4 separate regions of the Mus musculus genome follow, and all the other regions are linked to region 3. Evidence: chromatin contacts called from public Hi-C and promoter capture Hi-C data. All regions are on one chromosome and are shown on one strand. The core of a region is the stretch at or near the end of the contact, and the rest is flanking DNA. Distances in the headings are between cores, read along the strand shown.

What was found. Promoter capture Hi-C pulls out the DNA fragments that hold promoters and counts their contacts. Hi-C and Micro-C count contacts between places; a contact is called where the count stands out from the background.
Region 1: a contact with region 3 is called in a Hi-C map of Th1 cells, with 4 times the contacts expected there. The contact joins the enhancer-like site here to the promoter of Tctex1d1 in region 3. A contact is called at or near these places in 5 of 484 Hi-C or Micro-C datasets (CD8 T cells, Th1 cells, embryonic stem cells and 2 more), 5 of 115 datasets of contacts at active chromatin or transcription factors (bone marrow-derived macrophages, effector CD8 T cells, embryonic basal ganglia and 2 more) and 2 of 9 other capture datasets (embryonic stem cells and macrophages).
Region 2: a contact with region 3 is called in a promoter capture Hi-C map of pre-B cells, with 2.0 times the contacts expected there. The contact joins the enhancer-like site here to the promoter of Tctex1d1 in region 3. A contact is called at or near these places in 1 of 39 promoter capture datasets (pre-B cells), 1 of 15 datasets of contacts at CTCF or cohesin (pro-B cells) and 4 of 484 Hi-C or Micro-C datasets (the N1E-115 cell line, Th1 cells and nephron progenitors).
Region 4: a contact with region 3 is called in a promoter capture Hi-C map of trophoblast stem cells, with 3 times the contacts expected there. The contact joins the enhancer-like site here to the promoter of Tctex1d1 in region 3. A contact is called at or near these places in 16 of 39 promoter capture datasets (the 3T3-L1 cell line, 3T3-L1-derived adipocytes, the C10 cell line and 10 more), 2 of 15 datasets of contacts at CTCF or cohesin (large pre-B cells and pro-B cells), 4 of 484 Hi-C or Micro-C datasets (cerebral cortex, embryonic stem cells and liver), 3 of 115 datasets of contacts at active chromatin or transcription factors (CD8 T cells and embryonic stem cells) and 4 of 9 other capture datasets (adipose tissue, liver, macrophages and 1 more).

What each region holds. Positions count from the first base shown.
Region 1 is chr4:102,510,484-102,513,482 of GRCm38.p6, reverse strand. The region is part of intron 5 of Pde4b (phosphodiesterase 4B, cAMP specific); the gene reads right to left. Gm52668 (a long non-coding RNA gene) reads left to right here. Exons shown (of 3, transcript XR_003955083.1): 2 at 50-120. Among named protein-coding and RNA genes, the nearest start is that of Gm52668, 3.5 kb to the left of the region's middle. Within about 2 kb of position 1,657, at least 242 of the 459 cell types and tissues checked have an H3K27ac peak or open chromatin away from gene starts, as enhancers often do. A contact at or near this core is called in CD8 T cells, Th1 cells, embryonic basal ganglia and 4 more, where this site is marked.
Region 2 is chr4:102,645,696-102,648,553 of GRCm38.p6, reverse strand. No RefSeq gene overlaps it. Among named protein-coding and RNA genes, the nearest start is that of Gm52667, 78 kb to the right of the region's middle. Within about 2 kb of position 1,278, at least 34 of the 459 cell types and tissues checked have an H3K27ac peak or open chromatin away from gene starts, as enhancers often do. A contact at or near this core is called in pre-B cells and pro-B cells, where this site is marked.
Region 3 is chr4:102,984,943-102,987,715 of GRCm38.p6, reverse strand. It overlaps Tctex1d1 (Tctex1 domain containing 1), which reads right to left and starts at 1,337. Exons shown (of 5, transcript NM_001163767.1): 1 at 1,130-1,337. The region is part of intron 1 of Gm12709 (predicted gene 12709); the gene reads left to right.
Region 4 is chr4:103,248,313-103,251,012 of GRCm38.p6, reverse strand. All of the region lies in intron 5 of 4921539E11Rik (RIKEN cDNA 4921539E11 gene), which reads left to right. Among named protein-coding and RNA genes, the nearest start is that of Slc35d1, 34 kb to the right of the region's middle. Within about 2 kb of position 1,417, at least 30 of the 459 cell types and tissues checked have an H3K27ac peak or open chromatin away from gene starts, as enhancers often do. A contact at or near this core is called in liver, pancreatic islet and trophoblast stem cells, where this site is marked.

The DNA.
Region 1 (2,999 bases), core at 408-2,907, 470 kb after region 3:
CTTATTTACTCTGAGAATTTACTCTACAATAACAATAATATTTCTCCAGATAAGAAACCAAAGTTTTGGAGAATAATTTACTGGAGAGACTGATCCAGATTCCGAACTCAGTCCATCTTGGTAAGTTATTAAGTACCCATTCTGTAGCCCTGTGGTGGGTACTGAGAGAATGTTATCGTTTATTATGATAAGCTGCATGTATTTAGTCATTTTGCTTCTTTCTATTTCTTATAACTTTGTTACTTCATGCTGAAATGATAGCACAGGCTTCACTTCACGTGCTTTGAGCGTCACATGCCATCAAGGTTAGCCAGGGATTTCAGCACTGTGCGCATGTTCTGAGAGTCAGCAGAGATGTAGGCAAGCCTGAACAAAGCAAAGGAAGCAGCCGAGCTCCTCCGATGTTTCGGACTCAAGCTTGGGCAATCATTCACTGCTATTTGCTCATTCCATTAGTGTTTACTGGGCATCAGTTAGGTTTTACATTCTTAGTTGGAAGCCCAAAACTAGAGGATTTGTCTATGCATTTGAGATACTCATGCTTCGGTTAGGGAAGAAAACAAGATATTTCAAGTACTATTTTTGAGATTTTGAGACACTGATTAAAAGTTTCTGAGATAATAATTGAATAGGACATTATAGGGACATAATCTGAAGATGTCAGATAAGTAGTCTCAAATGATAAAAATGTACATTCCAGATGGAAATGGATAAATCATGTGGTATTTTCTAAATATATACTATATACCAGGCCTTTTATTGAAAATACATGTTTATTTTAATCGTCACTCAAGAATTGAAGAAGCAAAAAAAACATATACAGCCCTGGGAAAAGAGTCAGTGTGGAAAGATAGGAGGCAGGAGGCTGGCATATTTATCTCACACAACCATGAATTGAGCAATGTAGGGGTAAGGCAATAAGGGAGACAAGGACACATGCACTCACGCACACATGCATGCACGCACGCATGCATGCATGCACGCACGAATGCACATACACTCCCACACATGCACACTCACACACACCACCCAAAATCAAAACAAGACAATAACAAAACAATCAATAATGGGGCTTAGAAGAAGCATGCTAGATCAGAAAGAAGGTTGGGTCAGAACGTGCAAACACTGTGGACAACAAACCACGTTGGAAGATGACCATAATGTTTTGGGTACAGGAAAACAAAGTCCTTTATGCCGGGAGAGAAGAAAAGACTAGAAAGAAGTGGTTAAAGGAGCTGGCTGTCCTGGCAATGAGAGAGAAATGGATGAAGACGGTGCAGTTTTGGTTCTCCCAAGCCAGGAACTGCAGAACAAGGGAACAGAGCAGGGAGGACATGGAACCTGGGTCTCCACGTAACTCAAGAAGGGTTACCAAAAGTTTCAAGTGTCTAGCATTTCTATACACCCCAGTGATAAATAAAGGAAGGGAACCATCCATGGACTGGAGGGGCAAGGACTGTAGTAAGAAGTAAGTTTTATAGCCTGCATGGTAGATGAAGGGAGCCAGATCTGAAGAGATGATGAAGGTAGCTTTCTGGCTCTGAGCCTCAGTGGTAGAAAAGTCCAGGTGTGGAGCGAGTCCTTGGCAGACATTCCAGCTGCAGCTCAGGTAAACAGAGCCTGCAGGCATTCCCAGGAAGAGGCAGCTGTGTCCCGAAGGGCTTTTCTCCGACAGGCCTGGAAGCTGCTACGTGATCGGGCTTGAGGCGGGCAGCAGCTGGGGTTTGGGAGGACACAGGCACGTGGATAGCCTCCTGTGGGTACACTGCTGCAGATGAGACAGCCCTGAGAACCAGTTTGTCTTCCTGGCTTCCTCCTCCACCCTTCGCTACAGAGGCTCAGTGCCACAGCCCGAAACAGCTGCAGAAAGATTGATTCAGAGATGAGGGCTACAGCTTTGAGCCGTGCAGAGGCAGCAGAAAAGGCAATCTGTGTGCCTCTTTGAAGGACGCTGTTTGTTTAAGGATCCAAACGTCAAACAACTTCAGTAGCAGACAACAGTGATTTGGCTAGAACAATGTATGCCCCTGAATTAACATCAAGATGGGCTGAACAGAGCAAACTAGAGACTCCTTTTTTTCAAAGTTCAGTATCTTCCTCTATGGTCTCAATTACAGGAGATCCATTTGTGCACAAAACATTTAGGCAATAATATCTGGGTGTCTTTTGGAGTCTACTGTAACCAAAGAGAAAGAAAGGCCGGAACAAAATGCAAAGGGCAAAAAGAAACTGTTTGGAGACAGTCGGCTACAGTGTAAACTTTTCGTTCTCTCTCATAGCAAAACCTGATGGCTGTCTTTGAAAAAAAAAAAAAAAAGTGTCTGTATCTAGGTCCCTGGCAGTGATTTGCCTCTGGGAGGGCCAGCAATCTATTTAATGACTCCATTGACGTCAATGGCATAACTGAAATACTTACTAACATGCATGATTCCAGCTTTCAGGGGGAGGGGGTGGACAGTGTCTCTCAGCAGCGCGAAAACACGATGTGGAGTCTGTGAGGAACGGACTTGGCTCTTTCTGCAAATGCTAAGGGACTAGATGCTGCTGGTCCCCCAGGTCCTGATTAATATGAGGAAAAAAAACTTTTCCTGCTAAATGAAGAAATTAATTCTGAACAAGGGAACGTGGCCACTAATAAGCAAGACCTTATTTTTAGCTGTGTTTGCTCAAGGGAACAGTTTTTACCATTCTCACTTTAGCTGCCTTACTAATGATTTTGCAGTTAGCCATCCTTAAATTTAGACATATATGAAATCATTGCAAATCATTGCAGGCAGTTCAGCGTCCATGTTCTGGGGTAAATGTTTATAGGATGGCTATTTTAGACAAAACAGGCTCTTTCAAACCATTTGGGGCACTATCTTGAGAATTTCCCAGCTTTTCTGGTATAGTTCTATTTTATGACTTCTATTTGTATATAAAGGCTCTTTATATATGGGTGTAACTGAGCCGATTGTCCCAGAATTCCAGGTTACACACATCATACCGAACACTGAAGA
Region 2 (2,858 bases), core at 29-2,528, 340 kb after region 3:
CATAACAAAATCATTTAAAACTATTTCCCTACCCCATCTCTTCTATCTCCTTCTGACTTTCTGAAGGCCCCTTCCCTCCAAAATGTCTTCTCCCAGTTTTCACTTGTGTGTGTGTGTGTGTGTGGGTGTATGTATGTGTGCTTATGCACACGCACGTCCCACTGGTTTCATTAGAGTCACTTGTGTAAGCACAAGGGGGGAAGGCTATTTATAGATACGTGGGCCACTTTTCATTGGATGTACCACTGATACAAAATGACACCCGTCCTCCTGGAGCCATTAACTGCCAAAGGTTCCCCAAGAAGTAGGACCCTATGAAATCCTCTTCCCTCCAGGATTAAATGTTGAACATTTTCCTAATAATACCAATGCTACAGTTTATGAAAGCAATATATAATAAGTGTTTGATTGCTGCCCCATGACTCCTCCTCCCTCTGGGTACCCAGGCCTGTTGTGCATGCACCAAGTTGGCCTAGAGGGAGGAAAGCTTATCTGGGTGCTGGTGGGATCTCGAGTGGTAATGAATGCACGGGCAATAAGCACAACCAGAGCAGCTTTGTAGAACTGGTTCATTCATTTGAGGGGAGGGGAATTTGTATCCCTGGGGAGGTGGACAGGGTCTCTGGGGCAAGGGTTGTGTGGCTGAGTACCACTGGCCAAGACAGGGGTGTTGAAGATGTTTCATCTACAAACTCAGGGAATGTAGGATGTGTTTGTGGGGAAACCTCATAAGGTCAAACAAAAAGTGCAGCCTCCTAACTATTAGGGTAATAAATTCCTGCTAGGGTTGATGGTAGGATTTATGGCACCAGATTAGGAGGGGGAGGTAGCCAATTTCTGCCATTCTCACGTTTGTGATATCTGGGTTGAAGCTCCCTTGACCACTCTTCTGTAACCTGGGGCCATTATGGTCCCACATTTGACTTAAGCAAGTGCATTTTTATCCACAAAAGCACACGTTCAGGACTCTACTAGTATAGCTGGAAATTGGGAATTTTTTTTCTGCTATTGGTCTTCTTATGTCCTTCTACCCTCTGCTCTTTTCTTTGGATAAAATCACTAGGTTGCCGTGACATGTTCATATTATCATATAATGCCTGTGTTGCTGGACTTCAAAGCAGAAATAATGATTTTGTATTAAGAACATCATTCAAACTTAATATATACTTCATAAATAAACTAATGACTTGGTTTTGCTAACACTAAAGTGCTATCAGAGATCACATCAATGACCATAATCTTGCAGTGACTCTAAACACTAAGAGGATGTAAACTATTTCCTGACTTGAACTGTAAAAACGAACTTCCTCATTTCAATAGAAATGACACACTCTCAGTGACACCAAAATGTTTTTCAGTGTTTTTTTTTCCCCTGCCTTTTAGAGTTGGAAAGAATTCCAGAAGGTGTCTGGTTGCTATTGCTCTTTTACCCTGAAACACACTTACACCCACGTGATAGAATAGCTCCCTTAAATTTAACCCAGCAAACACTGGCAATATTGATCTTTCTCCTATCCAAGTATCACTAGTAGTGAATTTACCATCCTCAGTTAAGTCCCAGGAAAAATAAAATTATCTAACACTCTATTGAACCTGCTGATGAGATAAGGCAACAGAAGTGAATCTGTTCTAAAAATTGACTGGAGGAGGGGGTAGCAGTCATAATGAGAAAGGAGTATTACTGTCTGGATGGCTTAATCTCCAACTGCTCTGATCATTATGAAGTTTAAATAAGTAAGTAAGTAAGTAAGCAAGTAAATAGATAGATGATAGATAGATAGATAGATAGATAGATAGATAGATAAGATAGATAAGTGAGCCAACAGACCCAGGTATATCAGAGAGGATAGAAAAGGATTATTCAATATTAGAGATGAGGCATTAATGCCAAAAGGAAAGATTATTTGACTTTTAAGGAAATTTTTGGGCAGGAAGAAAAAACTCGGTTGATAGGATGTTTAGTTACTGCAGGAAAGACCCATATTAGCCAGGCTGGCCACAAGTCACAAGATCCTGAGTCAGAAGCAGGGATTGTTGAATATGGCTTCTTTTTCTTTTAAGACAGAGTCTTGCTATATAGCACTGGCTATGTAGCCGGTGCTGAGACAGCAGGCATGTGCCACCAGCCCCACTGTAGAATACAGAACTTAACGTGGCAATAGAGGAGGAGGAGGAGATGGTCACAGGGATATCAAGGTGTCATCAAAGCACCCACTGATGTGTGAGAAGCTTCTGACTGAAATGTGACTTTGAGCAGCCATAGAGAATCCTTCCTGTGTTTTACTTGCTACCGTGAGAACTATCCACTCCTGGAGACCTCCATAACTGACAGTGTCTCCTCCTTGAAGCTTCAAGAAGACTCACAATGCAGAAGAGCACTAGACTGACAGGAGACTTAAAACAAGGATTTGGCCACTGCCTTTGGGGGACAAATGATGCTCTCTGTGAGAAGGTTTCCTGTGCAGTGTGAGCAGATAGTCAGCATCCCTGGTCTCCTCCCAATGCAAGCTAGTAAACAGTTCCTTTGAGGTAGCATGGAAAGTGTCTGTATATACCATCAAATACTCAGAAAGAGGGAGAAAAGGGAAGGGGAGGGGAGGGGAAGAGGAAGGAGAAGAGGGAGAGGGGGAGGGGGAGGGAGAGGGAGAGGGGGAGGGGGAGGGGGAGGGAGAGGGGGAGGGGGAGGGGGAGGGGGAGCGAGAGGGAGAGGGAGAGGGGGAGGGAGAAGGAGAGGGGGGGAGGGGGGGAGGGAGAGGGAGAGGGAGAGGGAGAGGGATCCACTTTCCTAGGACACTGTACTCAACCATCTAGTCTCATCTTGTATCCATAGAAAATGAAGGTCAGGAAGAAAGTTGCAG
Region 3 (2,773 bases), core at 88-2,587:
TTTAAGCTTTCAACTGCAGGCATAAATACAATAAACATATTGGCTACATGTCCCAACACTACAAGTGGATGAAGTCCAGTTCTGTGATCCAACCTGCCGAGCTAATCCTTTCCGACACCTAGTCTCATTGCCTAGAGAATGCTGCAGTCAATCTTATCTTAATTAATTGAGACAGTGTCTTGCTGTGCAGTGCTGACTGGCTTGGGGTTTGCTCGGTAGACGAGGCTGGCCTCCAACTCTCTGTGATCCTCCCCACCTTTGTTCCTCAAGTACTGGCATCAGGCATGTGCTGAGAATCTGATCTAAAAACTGGTGTAAGCATTCAACAAACACATTCACAGTAGGGGAAAAGAGAAAAGAGAAGTATATCTTATATAAAGGTATTTTAAAATCAAAATATGTATAGTTTCATGTAAAAATCCAGGCTGTGCTTGGAAGTACATGAGCTACTTTTGAGGACAGAATTGTATTCAGGTTTCTTGAAATAAGAGTTACTGTTGAGAACAAACATAAATTCCTGGGCTTTGTAACTGGTGGCCACCCATGTCCATAAGAGGGCCTTCAGGAAGGATGGGGAAGCGCGTCATTAAAGTCATGTGCTGCCCTCTAGTGGATAGATAGACATTGCAGTGCACAGAGAAAAGAAGGCTATAGGTTCTGTGGGTTTTTTTGTTTTTGTTTTTTTTTAATTTTTAAAAAAGCTTTTAAACAAAAATTTATGGCCTATGATGTGTCAGAGTCCAGAGTGATGGTCACACAAAAGATGCATTTAAAATTAAATATGCTCCTGGAATATGATATATAGAGAAAGATACAATATACAGAGACTTGCTTAACTGGGGACTAAGACTATCTATGGATTTTTTTTCCCCTTCTGATTATGTTTAAAACCTAAAGCATGCCAGCTCATTTCCTAGCAGTAAATGGTGCGTCTTTGTGGAAGTCATGCAGTTTCATGATATCTTATCCCAATTGGCCTATCTTTTTAGAAGGCTATAGTGGAAACAGAAGTTGAAAACCTTCACAAATTAAAGAAATGAGAAAACAGTAGAAGGTATCGTCTTGTGGGAAGCTTTTTTTTTTTCCCCAAGAGTAAGGGTGTTTTTCGAAGGACACAGAATATACCTACCTCCCATGAACAGTCAAGCCCTGGACTGACAGATGTAAAACCTAGCACAGGAGACTGGCAGAACAATCATAGGTGTGGGTAAAAGCGCAGGGCCAGCTCTTGACGTGGTGGGCTACTGTTCATCTGAGAGGAACGGAACTGATGGTCAAGGCCAGACGATAGACATCTCCTGCAGGGCCTGAAGGAGGCATGGTTTCAAAGCCACACTGCAATCAGGAGAGGTGATGCTGGATGTGTTTGAGGCCTGGCTATGTCACATGACTGTGACGTCATTAACGAGGGGTGTGGCCAGCCCTGCCATATTTCCAGTGCAGAGGAAACCCTTACTCTCCTCCTTGTTCTTCCTTCCTTCTTCTCCCTTCCTTTCGTTTTTGGAATAGATGCAAATGGACTTTTTCAATAAGAAAGCTAAAATAAAGCTTGCTTTGTACCAAACACTTGAATAAACACTTTTCCTAGGTTGTAAATTCATCTTACAAGTCACTCCGGACTTACTATATAATGGACTTGTAAGCAGAATTTATTTTAGAGCAAAAAAGACTTAATTACTTAAGAATTCACATAATGCAATAATAACTGCTCACTCACTGATCAAAATAGTCCATGAAGGACAGTTTTGTGCGCAGGTGCTGTTCTGTCTTTGAGATGTCATACTAGGAGATATGAAAGGAATTAAGCTGTCTGCCTCTACAGAACTTAATGTTTTATTTTTATTTTATTTATTTATATATTATTAATGTCCAGATGATGTGTGCACTAAACAGCTGGATCTATTTTTATTCTCACTGCCCTCAGCAATGTTTGCTATTCTGTCTGCCAGCATTTTGCTATCAGCACGGGTGTAGAAGACACCTTGCTCTAAGTTACGCATCTCTGGTTTTCCAGTGTGCTTGTGTAGCTCTTCTTACTCTGCTTGGCCTTTAGACTCCCCTTGTGGGCACTGCCATCTCCTCTGACTCTATTTAAAACTGGCTTCCCCTTTTATTGTTAACATGCAACGCTATACCTGTGGATAGATATTCTAGCAGTTCTCTAACTATATTATTATATACGTTGTGAAAATACTTCATTTTGTTGATGTTCTACTTACCAAAAAAGTTTTAGTTTTCTTTTGTGGTTTATGTTTTCGTGTTGGGATTCGTAGTGTGTAATTACGACCCCAACGCTTGGGAGGCTGAGGTGGAGGCGTATGGATTCAAGATTCAAGGAGAGGATGGGGCGGTGGCAGCAGTGCTGGTGGTCTGTAGTGCGTGGGGGCGGGGCTTCCTTACTCGCAGTCCAGACAGGCTCTCCTATGCTTTTTTCTACCTGCTTTACGCTTTCCAGCTTCCCATTCTCTGCCTTCCTTCTGGACTATGCCTGTGTAAATGGTACCAGGTACCAGACCTGCTTCCTCTCTAAAACCATCTGTCAGACACAAGAACTAAAAGCCCTCAAAAATCCAAGGCTATAGTGGCTCTTTTCTCAGAGCTAAGGGGGCAGTTGTGAGGATTACTGAAAATTCCAGGCCAGTCTGATCAACATATTGAGTTACAAGCTAGCTTGTCTTAAACAAACAAACAAACAACAAACAACAAACAAAAACAAAAACCCCCATCATTTCCCCATTTATGGAAATAACTTTAGGTAAAATAGAATTTCCTC
Region 4 (2,700 bases), core at 168-2,667, 260 kb before region 3:
ATTTTCACTTTTCCCATGTCAATGTGCCAGCATCCTTTGCCTCACAGCTCCTGGGTTCTCTTCTGAGCACTGGTTTGAGTTGCTGGTCCTGTATCTTATTTCTCACACTGCTTTCAAAGTCTTTCCATGATGTCTGGGTCTCAGCAGTTTGACTCTGTGCCCACTTATGGTCCTTCTCATATTGATTCTTCATGTACTTCTCTAAGCTTCCAGAATTTACTATTCATGTGTTTTGCCAAAATAAACAAACATACCAGCCTCATCGCATCAAATATTATTCTAATTCATTCTCCCTGGCCTTTCCTTCTGTTACTCAGACATGTGTATAGTTATTGTTCCACAGATTTCTGATTCACATACATGTGTGTATATGTATGTGTGTGTGTGCATGTGTGTGTATATACATATATAACTTCAGTATTCTATCTGTAAATTCCTAAACTTTTGCTTTTACATCTCTTTGTTTTAAATTCAGCCAGAGATATTTTTAAATTCTAAGTATTACTTATTTTTAGTCTTATAATTTTCACTTTTTAAAGAGTTGAGGGAAAGCATCAATGAAAGTGGAAGAGGGAAAGCAATGGAGAGTAATGGTAGAATGGTTCAAAATTCATGTTATACACATATAAAAATGTCAAAATGAAACCCATTATTTTATACACAAGAAAAAATTTAAAATCTCTGACTATCCGGATCCCCTTAGGGCTATCCTCACTTAACTTTTTTTTGACTGAAACTTCATTTTCCTGGTTCTCTATACATCAACTTGGATTTGCTGAATGTCATGACTGTTGTATTTAGGACATTCAGTTCCCTACCTTCAAAAAACATTGTCTTATCAGTTCCCCTTGATGCACTGAAAAGACAAAATACTCTTAAAAGAACAGCTTGTATTTTAGCTTAGTTATTTCCATCTTAGCTGGCTGACTATAGTCTTCCCCAAACGGTATGGATCTGAGTCAGCCAGAGACTTGGTCAGAAACCGTCCTGTTGGCTTTCTCTTCCTAGCCTTCCCCCATCACCTTCCAGCAGCTTTGGTTGCCCTGAACTCTGTCCTGCTTTTTCCTGGCCAGTGGCTTTACTATCAGGTGTATGCTCAAGGCCAGCTGCAGCCTGCCGTCCAGTGAAACCTCATATAAACGCCAACTTCACTCTCTTCAAATCACTGAGACCGAATTCAGTGGTTTATCTTTCTCACTATTTTCTTTCACTCTGCTAAATGAGAGGAGAGAGAGAGGGAAGTGTGTGTTTGTGTGTGTGTGTGTGTGTGTGTCTGTGTGTGTGTGTGTGTGTGTGTGTGTGTGTGTGTGTGTGTGTCTGTGTGTGTGTGTGTGTGTGTGTGTGTGTGTGTGCTATTTCTTATCTGAGGTAGGGCATTCCTGATAAGAGACTGCTTACTCATGGTGAATCAGAATTGCCAAAGGCATTTTCGGTTTGGTGTGTTTGCTCAGTTTCTTTTCTCTTTTACAAGTGCCTGTGTGCTGCCTGTCTCTGTTTCTCTCTCTCTCTCTCTCTCTCTCTCTCTCTCTCTCTCTCTCTGTGTGTGTGTGTGTGTGTGTCTGTTTCTCTGTGTGTGTGTCTTTCTCTCTCTCTCTCTGTCTCTCTCTGTGAGTGTGTGAGTGTGTGTTTTCTTGAGTGTACAGGTTCCATCATTATTTCTAGTTCATTATTCTATCCTTTCTAAAAATTCATAAGCAATGATGGATGTCGCTTTCTTCTTCTTTGTTTTCTTTCTTTGCATGGGTTAGGGGTTGAATGTATGGACTTGCACATGCTAGGCAGTGCTCTACCAGTGGTCTAGACCCCACCTCCCAAACACACACCCTCTTTTACTTTTTGTTTTGAGGCTAATAACATGAATAAAATGCTGCCCCAGGGTAGCTTCAAAATTGTGATCCTCCAACCTTAGTCTCTCAAGGAGCTGCAGTCATAGACCCAGTTGGGTGTCAGTCTCAGCAGTTCATAGACTACTGGGTTCATTGTCTCAGCTACGCTATTGGTTGTTAGTTTTACAGTCATAAACTTTAAAATTGTGTTAAAATAGTTATATCGTATAGATTTATGGTGGTTCTATTTGTAATAGTGGTTTCATCTAAACACAGACCCATTTATAGTATTGTTGCTATTGAGTATACTATTTATAGTATGTTGGACCTGGCGTGGTGGTACCTGCCTGTCATCCCAGCACAGGAGAGGCAAGAGGACTGCAACAGCAAAGCCAGCCTGGGTCACACAAGAAGACCCTTTCTCAAGCATGCAAGCAAGCAAATACTGAAACAGTAACCAAAACATTACATCATTTTCCTGCCATTTTAGCTCACCGGGAAATGAATTATAAAAAACATTATCTCTTAGAGACCTTGCATTCATATAACTTCATTTGAAGTTCCAGGACAGCCAGGGCTATACAGAGAAACCCTGTCTCGAAAAAAAAAAAAAAATGTATACTGTTAATTAGCATGTTATTTAGCACTCTACATGTCTTATAAAAAAAATCCTAACATTATGAGATTAGAGTGTAGGTTTTTACATCATCTTTTCAGGCTTTGATGTTAAGACTACACCTGATCATGTAAACAACTGAAAAGGGTTTTGTTGTTTGTTTGTTTAAGTTAATTGACACAGGCTCCTTTTGTGGTTGGTTGGTTAGTTGGTTTGTCTGTTTCCTACATGAAAGTTTGAAAGAACTCATCCATCAAT